Regions from separate parts of the Zea mays genome. Here region 2 is linked to region 1. A link is a contact called in public Hi-C data. All regions are on one chromosome and are shown on one strand. Each heading gives the region's core, a stretch centred on a gene start, on an enhancer-like site or on the middle of the called end of the contact. The rest is flanking DNA. Distances are from core to core; before and after follow the strand shown.

Region 1 (4,898 bases), core at 1,805-4,304:
AGGTCTCTAAAATGTCAAGAAGGGACGAGGTGTAGGGGGGCACATAATAAACTGAAGGAAGGTACTAACCCAGTTTCTGTGGAGAGGACAACAGCGTCGGCGACTATGTCGTTGCAGTGCTGAAGCGTACGCAGTCGTGGGGTGCTGGGTTCACCGATGAGGATTACACAAAGGGTTGCATCCCCTGCTCGCTGTAGCTGCGCGTGGGTCCGCACAGCGCCAGGGGCCACCATAGCAGCGGCAGACCGGCTCCCATGCAGAAGGTGAAGGTGGATCGGTCCTATGCGGCTCCCATACGGTGGACGAAGCACGATTGGGTCGAAGCAGGGCAACAGTGGTAGCCAACGGCGACCATGCCGCTTCCTGTTCAGATCTGGACACCGTGCATAGCCGTTGGGTCGCCTCCCTATTCAGATCTGGAGACCGTGAGCAGCCGTCAGGTGGTGGGTACAACGATGACGGCCACGCGGCGGACTGTGTCGTCTGCCTGCTGCAAGCCTGCAACCGTGCCTGGGTCCTCTCGATGGTAGGGCCCACCATAGCAGCGATGGAGCGTCTCCCGTGCGGTGGGCGAAGGTGTGGTGGCTCCGGTGTGGCAGATGAAGCACGATGGGTCACAGTGGACGCGACGCTGGGCCTGTCCACGGATTACGACGCCCGGCCTCACCGGAGGGGCAGGGACGGCCATACCTCGCGCGGCGACAGACGGTGTCCCTAGGGAGCTGAGATGCGCGTGTTTAGGGCGAGCGAAGGGACACCTGGCGCGTGAAACGTGGGCGTGAGGCCGCCGCTCCGGAGCCTGGGCACACGTCCGCGCACGCGAGGCCGATAGACCGTGAAACGCGGGGAGAGCTTGAAAAGGCTTCGGGTTTTAAAGAACCTGATTATATTAGTAGAGTAAATAATAAAGTACATCTATAAATCTTTTGAAAAATTTTATGCCTTTTGATAGCTGATTACATAGTGATTGCACGCAAAGCCTGATTGCACATCAGTTTTTACCGAGACTAAAAGAGCTTTGTTGTTGTTGTAAATTTAGACTTTAGAATCCGTGTTACAGCAAACAAGACAATCCTGTAGCTGCAGGCTCAGATATTCATCACCTGGATTCTGAGCTCCACTGGAGGGATGGCTGGGCTGTGTTTTGTTGTGTCAAACACATCACGAGCACGAAAATATTCCAAGAAATGCATTTGTAATAATTCCTTAAGACGATATAGAAGTTGCCCGTGTTTACAACACATTGATCCATACGATCCTGCCAATGCATCCGGGCATCTTTATCCTTTCACGCCAGACACAGCTTAGTAAATGCACTCACCCAGATAAACAGTTCGGGAGGCTACATGGGGTAGCTCAAGTGTTCGCTTCGGATTAAATAAGCTGTTCGGACTGCTGTAACTGTGAGATAAAACACTATAGAAACAGTAGAATCCGGAACATATTAAATCCAAGCGAACAAACTAGGTGGGTGGGTTCAATGGCAGTACCACCCTCTGCTTCAGCGATAAAAGCAGATCGTTGAATAGCCTCTGCAAGAGAAATTTCAGTTAAATCACAGAAACGGATTTGATTCCCCAACATAATTAGCTTGCAGTGATGCAGCACTTCTTTAGGGAGTGCGAACCTGTAACAAATATTCGCAGAAGTTCGCAGCTGACTTTGAGAGCATTTGCATTGGCTGTCAGGTGAACATATCGTGTCAGCATACCATGAACATGAAGAATGCACTCAGTGGAGTTGCTTTGAACTGTGTACCGTCCACTAGAAACCAAAGGGTGAAGATAACTGAGTCACATAAATCTTTCGAACTCTTTCTAGTGTCAATTCTTCATCTCTTATAAAAACAGAAAACCAGTCCCACAAATTTCGTTAAAGAAAAGCATTTGTTCACCAAGTTTCATCTTACTGATACTATTACCCCGAGTCACCAGTAGAAATTAAGTCACAGAGACATAAAATAGACAGAGATACTGCAGGTAAAAGCTAGTTTCATAGTTTGAACACAGTAACTAAGAACCCTACACCATCTAGTTCCATTCTAGGCAATAGAACAGATTAAAAAAACAAACATTACCCATGATGTTTGGGACAGGGTAGAGAAACAGCTTGAGCCCTAGAGGCTCTTTTTAAGCTTGATTTCCCATGTCAGTCATTCCTCATACATAGAGCTGCTCATTACAATCCATCCAAGCTAAGAAACGATGAGCATGTCTATTGTCTAACAAACCTAGTTCCAATCCTCACAATCAAACCAAGCTAAAACTTGATAAGAAACCAAAAGAAAAAACTGTCTGATGGCCTACAGTGGCTAGCACGACCATCTCGCAGCCAATGTTCAAATGGGTGCCCCCAAGTAACACATGACACTCTACATAACCTAAGCATCAGTGCTTTGCGCAGACAGCCTTGAACGCTTGAGTCATGTAGGTGTGGTCAATTCGTGACAAATTGTCTTGCCCTTTTCATGTCGTGTCAAATAAGATGATATTACATCTGCTTAGCTATACATCTCACACTTTGAAGGTATAAAAACCATCTAATCAGACAGCAAAATGGTGCTAAGCTAAAAGAATCTGTGTGCTAGGTGACCAGATAAGCGTTTACTGTTAAAACTACTAATCGGAGCAAATGGAAGACTGGTTGATGAATAACTGTAACCGATGAAACCTGTTAAGTGCCTGGCCTACTATACAGAAACCTGCTACGAACTGGATTTCTGCAGACTCCTTAGTAATTTCGGAAATAACTTATGTTGGGAGACGAAAGTGGCGTCCGCTCGGAAACCTGCTACGAACTGGCGTCCGCTCGGGGCGGCTGGGCGCTGTGCTCTGCGTTGCGTCCTGTTGCGGTTGGAGTTGCGTCCTTGTCGAAGATCAGGTCTCTGCTCCCCGTAACGATCTGCGAAGAAGCACAAGCAGTCAAGCACTCAACGCACTGTACTGCGGCTCCAGCAAGTTCATCATGCTCATGTATGGCCCCGGACCTACGACCGCCCGTGTCGGCTAGCTCTGCTCTGCTCTGCTCTGCTCCCCAGTGGCGGCGCAGCGCACAGATTGTATGTGTGTGACAGTTGACCTAATGTGCGACATCATCACTGGAGCTTTTGACAGAGTGTCTTGGTGACACAGTTGACCAAATGCACGCCATCATCACTGGAGCTTTTCTGCGGCTGCACGCGGACGTCTCCTGTAGTACAGCAAAACAGATCACAACAACATGTTTCCTGCACCAGCAGCTACACCGAGCACATGCATGTGGTTGGAAGCATTTCCTGCCACTTGTTCCATGGCCTGGATCGAGGATCGAGTGCCTCTGTGCCCTGCGAGCGTACTGCTGACAAAGAAGGTTCTGTAAAGGGAATATTATTGAACTCACGCTCTAAAAGCTAGTGCTATTCCCTACTCATGGAGAGCACAAGCTTAACGCTGATTCCAACCATAAATAAAACCCACAGCAATGTAGTATGAGCTAATAAATCGGCTTAACCGTTGGGCTTGGGCGTGCTTGGTTGGCTGCTCTGTGGGTGCAGCTACACCCGCTGAGCATTAAAGCACTCCTTGTTTGGTTGGTTTCTCCACAGATGCAGGCTGAGCCCGTGCAAAATTGTACCCGGCGCCAGGTCGGCGGGAGAGAGCTGCTACAGGCGTATCTTCCGATTAAAAGATTTAATCACCGAACCGATTTCATATTTGTGTTGCTGAGATTTTTTGAACAAAACTAGATCACTCATTGTATATATATTTTAAAAATAAAAAAATATTTAATCACATGTATTTATGTACCTAATCAACAAAACAATGTCTACATGGTTCGACTCCTACACAGGGGTAGGACTGCGACCGAGGAGGAGGCATTGTGTGGTGGCCATCTGAACGGTCAAGGCGGCGCCCATGGCGCGCTCTTGCTCCAAGGCAAAGGACGCAACATGCTCGTGATCCTGAGAGGTGGTGACAGACGCCTGGTTGGTGGTGATTGCCGCAACTAAGGCGGTAGAGACAAGCGTAGAGGGCGACGAGGATGTGACGATGTCGGTTCACGTGGGCTCGATGAGGGGGGGTAGTGGGCGAGGAAGCCTGGCGAGGAGCGTCGGGCACCCTGCTGCACAGAGAGGACAACAGGGGCCTCCGGAGAGGGGCCAAGGCCGACTATGAAGGGGGCCCCATCCACGATGAGCTTGCTGTTGTTGCGGGAGGAGATGGAGCTGCTAGCGGCAGGGAGGAGGTCGGCCGCGGTGTCGGGGAAGACGACACCCGTGTCGGTGAGAGCGAGCAGGCCAACATCAGGGAGGAGGCCCGCGGACGTGGTGGTGGCGGTGCGCACACCGACGCCCGCGCCGACGGTCACAAGGGTGGCATCGAAGGTGGGATGCTCCATGGGGGAGGGGAGGGAGGGTCCCGCAGCTGGCCAGCCGGAGAGAGAACCAATGGCCGGGGGAGGGAGAGGTCGGCGGCTAGGGTGAGGTGGGAGGAGAGATAGAAAAAATGTAACTTAGCTTGTCGGGGACCATAATTAGGGGTACCTCCAAGACTCCTAATCTCAGCTGGTAACCCTCATCAGCACAAAGCTGCAAAGGCCTGATGGGTGCGATTAAGGTCAAGGCTCAGTCCACTCAAGGGACACAATCTCGCCTCGCCCGAGCCCAGCCTCGGGCAAAGGCAGCCGACCCCGGAGGATTCACGTCTCGCCCGATGTAAAGCCCTAAAATTGGTGTAATAAAATAAATAAATAAATGCATATATTGATATAAAAGTGTTTTAGAATCTATGGAACCTTTAGAGATTATTTGAATTTATTCTATTTGTGCATATTTAAATAATGAAATAATATTGGTCAATTAACAAATAAATAAATAAAGAAATATGCATATCATGTTGTGGTTATTGTATTTCTACATT
Region 2 (5,163 bases), core at 2,004-4,503, 160 kb after region 1:
TTCCCTTGTAGAAAATATTGGCAGCGGAAGAGGATCACCTATTGTCGAGCAAGGAAGCACATCTTCAACCTAAAAACATTGAACCATGAACTAGGCAATTTCTTGGGTCGACGCAATGCAATCTGGAAATCTGGACTAATATATTTATCACATCTTTAAAAGTGGTATTTTGAATTATTAGATCGACATGTTAACAACTGGGTGGGGGTATTTTATCTACTATCTTTACTACTATAATGCACCACTTTAAATAGTTCCAGTCGTGATTTTTGTGCGTCGCGCCCCCACCCGCTCGCTCGTTCTCCACGCTTCGCTATCCAGAAGCGTCCGCCCGCTCTCTGACATCCACAAGCACTATCCTTTGATCATTACATATCTTTTTGAACTGATTTAGTTGTGCATTACCATTTTATTCAATATTTTGTATGTCGTCGCAACGCACGGGCACCTACCTAGTAATTATTACTAAGTAATTTATCAAAAATATGTTGGGGTAGATTCAATAAAAATCAAAAGAGTATAGATTTCGGTCACGTTATCTTATAGCTGCACTAGAGATGTCAATGGGGACCCGATACCCGCTAACCCGTGGGGAATTCCCCTATTAGGGTACGGATATGGGACAAAAATTATCCCCATGGGTATGGATATGGGACAAAATCTCCACCCATTGGGTAAACGGGTATGGGTTTGGGAAGCAATAACCCGAACCCGATTACCCATGGGTATTTCATACGTGTACACCTGTCATGTTTGTATGAATGAGTTGATGCCGAGCCGGCCACCAAGCCTAGCACGACAGCGCACCAAACCCCAGGTCCTAGCCCAACAAGGCAACTAGCAGACTAGCAAAAAACAAAACCCTAAAATAACCAATCATACACTACGCCGACTGCTAGGAGCCTAGGACGACGGTGACGACCATGGATTCTCAGGCGCCAACGAACTCGGATGATGACGAAGGAAGGTAAGGAGAATTCATTTCTCCATTTCTTCTATTGGTCCCGAAGTACTGATTTCTTTTTTGATGGATGGATGAATGGATCATGGTTCATGGATGAGTGATTGCCAATGTGGTGATGTATGAAATCTGGATGGTTTATACTAGTTGTTAGTACCTAGTTATCTCTTAATTGAGGATGGGGACCCATTGGGGACCCGAAACCCGAATGGGGATGGGTATGGGATGGGTTTTGCATCCATGATGGGTATGGGGATGGGGATGGGGATGAGTCAAATATGATGGGGATGGGTCTGGGATGCTATAACCCGGTGGGGAATTCCCCATTGACATCTCTAAGCTGCACGCCTGGTCTGTACTGATTACTGAATTTCTAAACCCATATCAGAAGTCTTGAAAGACCTGCCCTTTTTAGCAACCGATTATGGACCTGCTTCTATGGGCTGAGATCCCATACATGATACACAAATAGCATACATGTCTAGAATTGGGCCTCTTATTTGTAAGGGCCCATTGCGGATGCCTAGCTTAACCCCCCTGTATTATACATAATCACATGTGAATGTGGTGTCGACTTGAAGCAGTAGAGAGGTGCTAGTATTAAGGTGATGTTTGGTTCACATATTTGTAACGTGATGAGTAACTGATAACGATCAATCATGTTTGTTTATGTTTAACCGTAATCAAATATCACACTAAAAACTGATAATAACCTATTCAAACTCATTACCGCTGGTACTTGAGCATAAATCATTATCGTTGCCATTTACGTTATATTTTGTTAACCAAACAACACATGAATGGTAGGTTATGAGTAGACCTGAGCATGGGTCATCCGACTCTACAAATCAGATTTGTCTCGTTCGAAAAAAACCCCTGATTTAACCTAGCCTAACCATTGCAACGAACGGGTACATGCGATTGCTTTTGACTCACAATAATCCACAGACCAGACACAAACTATGATTTTTTACCAAACATCTGACCAAACCTAAAAACCCCACACCTAACACGTCCAACATGAAGACGCGGGCTAACCCGACTTGACACTAAACACGAAACGGATATAGGCCATGCCAAACAACCCACCACCCGATTTTTACTCAACCCGAGTTTGAACAAGTCTAGTCATGAGTTTAATTAGGGCCGTTTGGTTGGGGAGTGAGGTGGGATGGAGCCACTCCATTCCGTGTTTGGTTGGAGAGTAAGCAGACCGATCAGAGTGGAGCAGGTCTAAATCAAGAATATTCCCACCATATATGAGATGAACTCGCTCCAAAAAACGGCAGAATACCACCGTTTCACTTCTCCCCGTCATTTTATGGTGAGCCCAAACATAAAATAAAATAATTTCACTCCGCTATTAGAATATTAGAATATGGAATGTAGCCGCTCTGTTCTCTAAATCTAGAATAGAACCGGTCCACTCCGGTGGCTCTCCGACCAAACATTAGAAATTATATTTTTTTTGTTTTAGAGTTTTTAGACTATTAATAGAGACGTTTAGTCTGGTCGTTTATTTTTTGGTTAACCTAAACTGACTGTTTCTGTGAATTATCTTACATCTGTTCTCAAATATTTGTTGTCCGTTAGTTTATTTTGAAACTAAGGGCGTGTTCGGCTGGCTACAAGCCGACACTGTTGCAGCTGTTTGGATTGCTGCAGCTGCAATCCATAGAGAGAAAAATACTGTAGAAGCCGCAGCCGCAGCCGGATTGCAGCCGCAGCAAGCCGCAGCGAACAAGCTGTAAACGGTGATAAATAAAAAAGTAAGAGGGAGTAGTAGTTATTGTGGCCGAGTTCGCTTGTTCTAAGCTATTGACAAACCCACACGGCGACAACAAGCACGCTTTCAAGAGTTGCTTCATATATTTCTAAGTAGATGACGTAGAAAAACATTGCTCTATCTAATAGATCAGAATGCTTAATATTTATGATGGTAATGATCATTCACGGAGTTCATATTACTGTAGAACGAAGTTCGTCTTCTTCGACTTCGCATTCTGATTATATTATCACAAGTATCCCATTATGTACACTTGGATCCCTTTTATATTAGATGCGATAATATAATCTACATGATAATCATTGGCCAAAGTCAAAATGTTTAAATCTTAGTTGAGTGTCTAAAAAAAAAGAAGCGAGTACACAAAAAAAAATACTGTTAGGCCCTTGACGATTCGGATGAAGTCCGGAGCTCGACGACTACGATCGATCACAGTTTTTAGGTGAGACGAGGTCGCCGTACAGTCACGTATATTCTCTCGTCTGTTACGTTCTTCCAGAGGCTCGGTTTGGCCGTATCGCCGTGGACAAGCCCCGCGCGCACCGAAGCTACCCATCCGGGCGCGGAGGAATAAGCTCGCCCGATCGACGAGAAGTCCCCTTCGGCCTTAGCATATTCCGCGCTCGAAAACCTTCGCGCGCACGCGAGACTAGGCGACAAGAGGATCACAGTCACAGGACGGACTACTACGCCATCCGATTGGAGCATGTTACCGTCAGTAGATTGCATCGTCTCCGTCTCCGTCTCCCCGAGCACAGAACGCAATGAACTGTTAAGCACAGGCTGTCGTCCACTTCAGACACTGACACACACGCACGCAAGGGACCATCGGGGACTGAGGTGACTCGGTGAGCGAGTATGGTCGACGCTCCGGCACCGGCAGGCTCGACGGCCGCGGCCAAGGAGAAGGCCTCGGCCCTGGAGCTGGTCCGCTACGCCGACGCGCGGGACTGGTGCCTCATGGCGCTGGGCGCGCTAGGCAGCTTCGGCGACGGCATGATGCAGCCGCTCTCCATGCTCGTGCTCGGTGACATCGTCAACAGCTACGGCGGCGCCGGGACCGCCGACAGCGCCTTCAGCTCCAGCGCCGTCGACAAGGCAAGCTCTCGAAACACCAACGTATACTATACCGGCATGTCACATTGCCCGCACGGGCAGCCCTCTGAGCCGTCCCTGCCACGTTGCTGCAGTTCGCGCTTCGGTTGCTGTACGTCGCGGTTGCCGTGGGCGCCTGCGCTTTCCTAGGTGAGCAGCGCAGCAGCAGTCTCCAATATTTTTTTTTTTCCTTTTTGCGGCGTCCGTCGATCTTCTGCAGCTTCTACCCTGTCAAAATGTTTGTAGAGGGGCTGTGCTGGACGCAGACCGCGGAGCGGCAGGCGTCCAGGATGAGGCGGCTGTACCTGGAGGCCGTCCTGCGGCAGCAGGTGGAGTTCTTCGACACGTCCGGGCCGGCCTCGCAGGGCACCACGTTCAGGGTCATCTCCACCATCTCCGACGACGCCGACACCATCCAGGACTTCCTCGCCGAGAAGGTCCCCATCTCTACTTGCGTGCATGCCTGGCCGGGCCGGGCCGAGCCGCTCAACCTCTCTTCACGTTTCAGCTGCCCAACGTCCTGGCAAACATTACGCTCTTCTTCGGCACGCTGGCCGTGGCCTTCGTCTTCGCGTGGCGGCTAGCGCTCGCGGGCCTCCCGTTCACGCTCCTCTTCGTGGTCCCGAGCGTGTACCTGGGCAAGCGAATGGCCGCCGCGGCGGGGCAGGCGCGCGCGGCGTACCAGGAGGCGGGCGGCGTCGCCGAGCAGGCGGTGTCGTCCATCCGGACCGTGGCGTCGTACCGCGGGGAGCGGCGGGAGCTGGAGCGGTTCGGGCGCGCCCTGGCCCGGAGCACCGCGCTCGGCATCAAGCAGGGGCTCATCAAGGGCGTCGTCATCGGGAGCATGGGCGTCATATACGCCGTGTGGTCCTTCATGTCCTGGATCGGCAGCGTCCTGGTCATCCGTTTCCACGCGCAGGGCGGTCACGTCTTCGTCGCCTCCATCTGCATCGTCTTGGCCGGAATGTAATTAAGCGATTCCTTAATCCTTATGCATGCGTTGCGGTGCGGCTAGCCTGCCTGATACGTACCTGGCACTGCTCTGCTCTGAGGTTTCCAGGTCCATCATGGTGGCTCTGCCAAACCTGCGTTACTTCGTCGACGCGGCGACGGCGGCGGCACGGATGCGCGAAATGATCGACAAGCTGCAGCCTCTCGAGACGGAGGGCAAGAAGGGCACCGCCATGGAGAACATCAGGGGCCAGATCACGTTCAAGGACGTGCATTTCTCGTACCCGTCAAGGCCTGACACGCGGGTGCTCCACGCCGTGAATCTCACCATCTCCGAGGGCGCCACCGTCGGCCTCGTCGGCGGCAGCGG

Evidence for each region. Hi-C and Micro-C count contacts between places; a contact is called where the count stands out from the background.
Region 2: a contact with region 1 is called in a Hi-C map of root tip, with 2.8 times the contacts expected there. The contact joins the promoter of LOC103641772 here to the enhancer-like site in region 1. A contact is called at or near these places in 5 of 25 Hi-C or Micro-C datasets (ear, leaf and root tip) and 1 of 3 datasets of contacts at active chromatin or transcription factors (leaf).

What each region holds. Positions count from the first base shown.
Region 1 is chr10:128,134,342-128,139,239 of Zm-B73-REFERENCE-NAM-5.0, forward strand. No RefSeq gene overlaps it. Among protein-coding and RNA genes, the nearest start is that of LOC103641769, 17 kb to the left of the region's middle. Within about 2 kb of position 3,055, at least 8 of the 20 cell types and tissues checked have an H3K27ac peak or open chromatin away from gene starts, as enhancers often do. A contact at or near this core is called in root tip, where this site is marked.
Region 2 is chr10:128,296,264-128,301,426 of Zm-B73-REFERENCE-NAM-5.0, forward strand. LOC103641772 (ABC transporter B family member 15) reads left to right here and starts at 3,254. Exons shown (of 8, transcript XM_008665106.4): 1 at 3,254-3,845; 2 at 3,938-3,992; 3 at 4,089-4,279; 4 at 4,351-4,808; 5 at 4,903-5,163. The coding sequence starts at 3,606.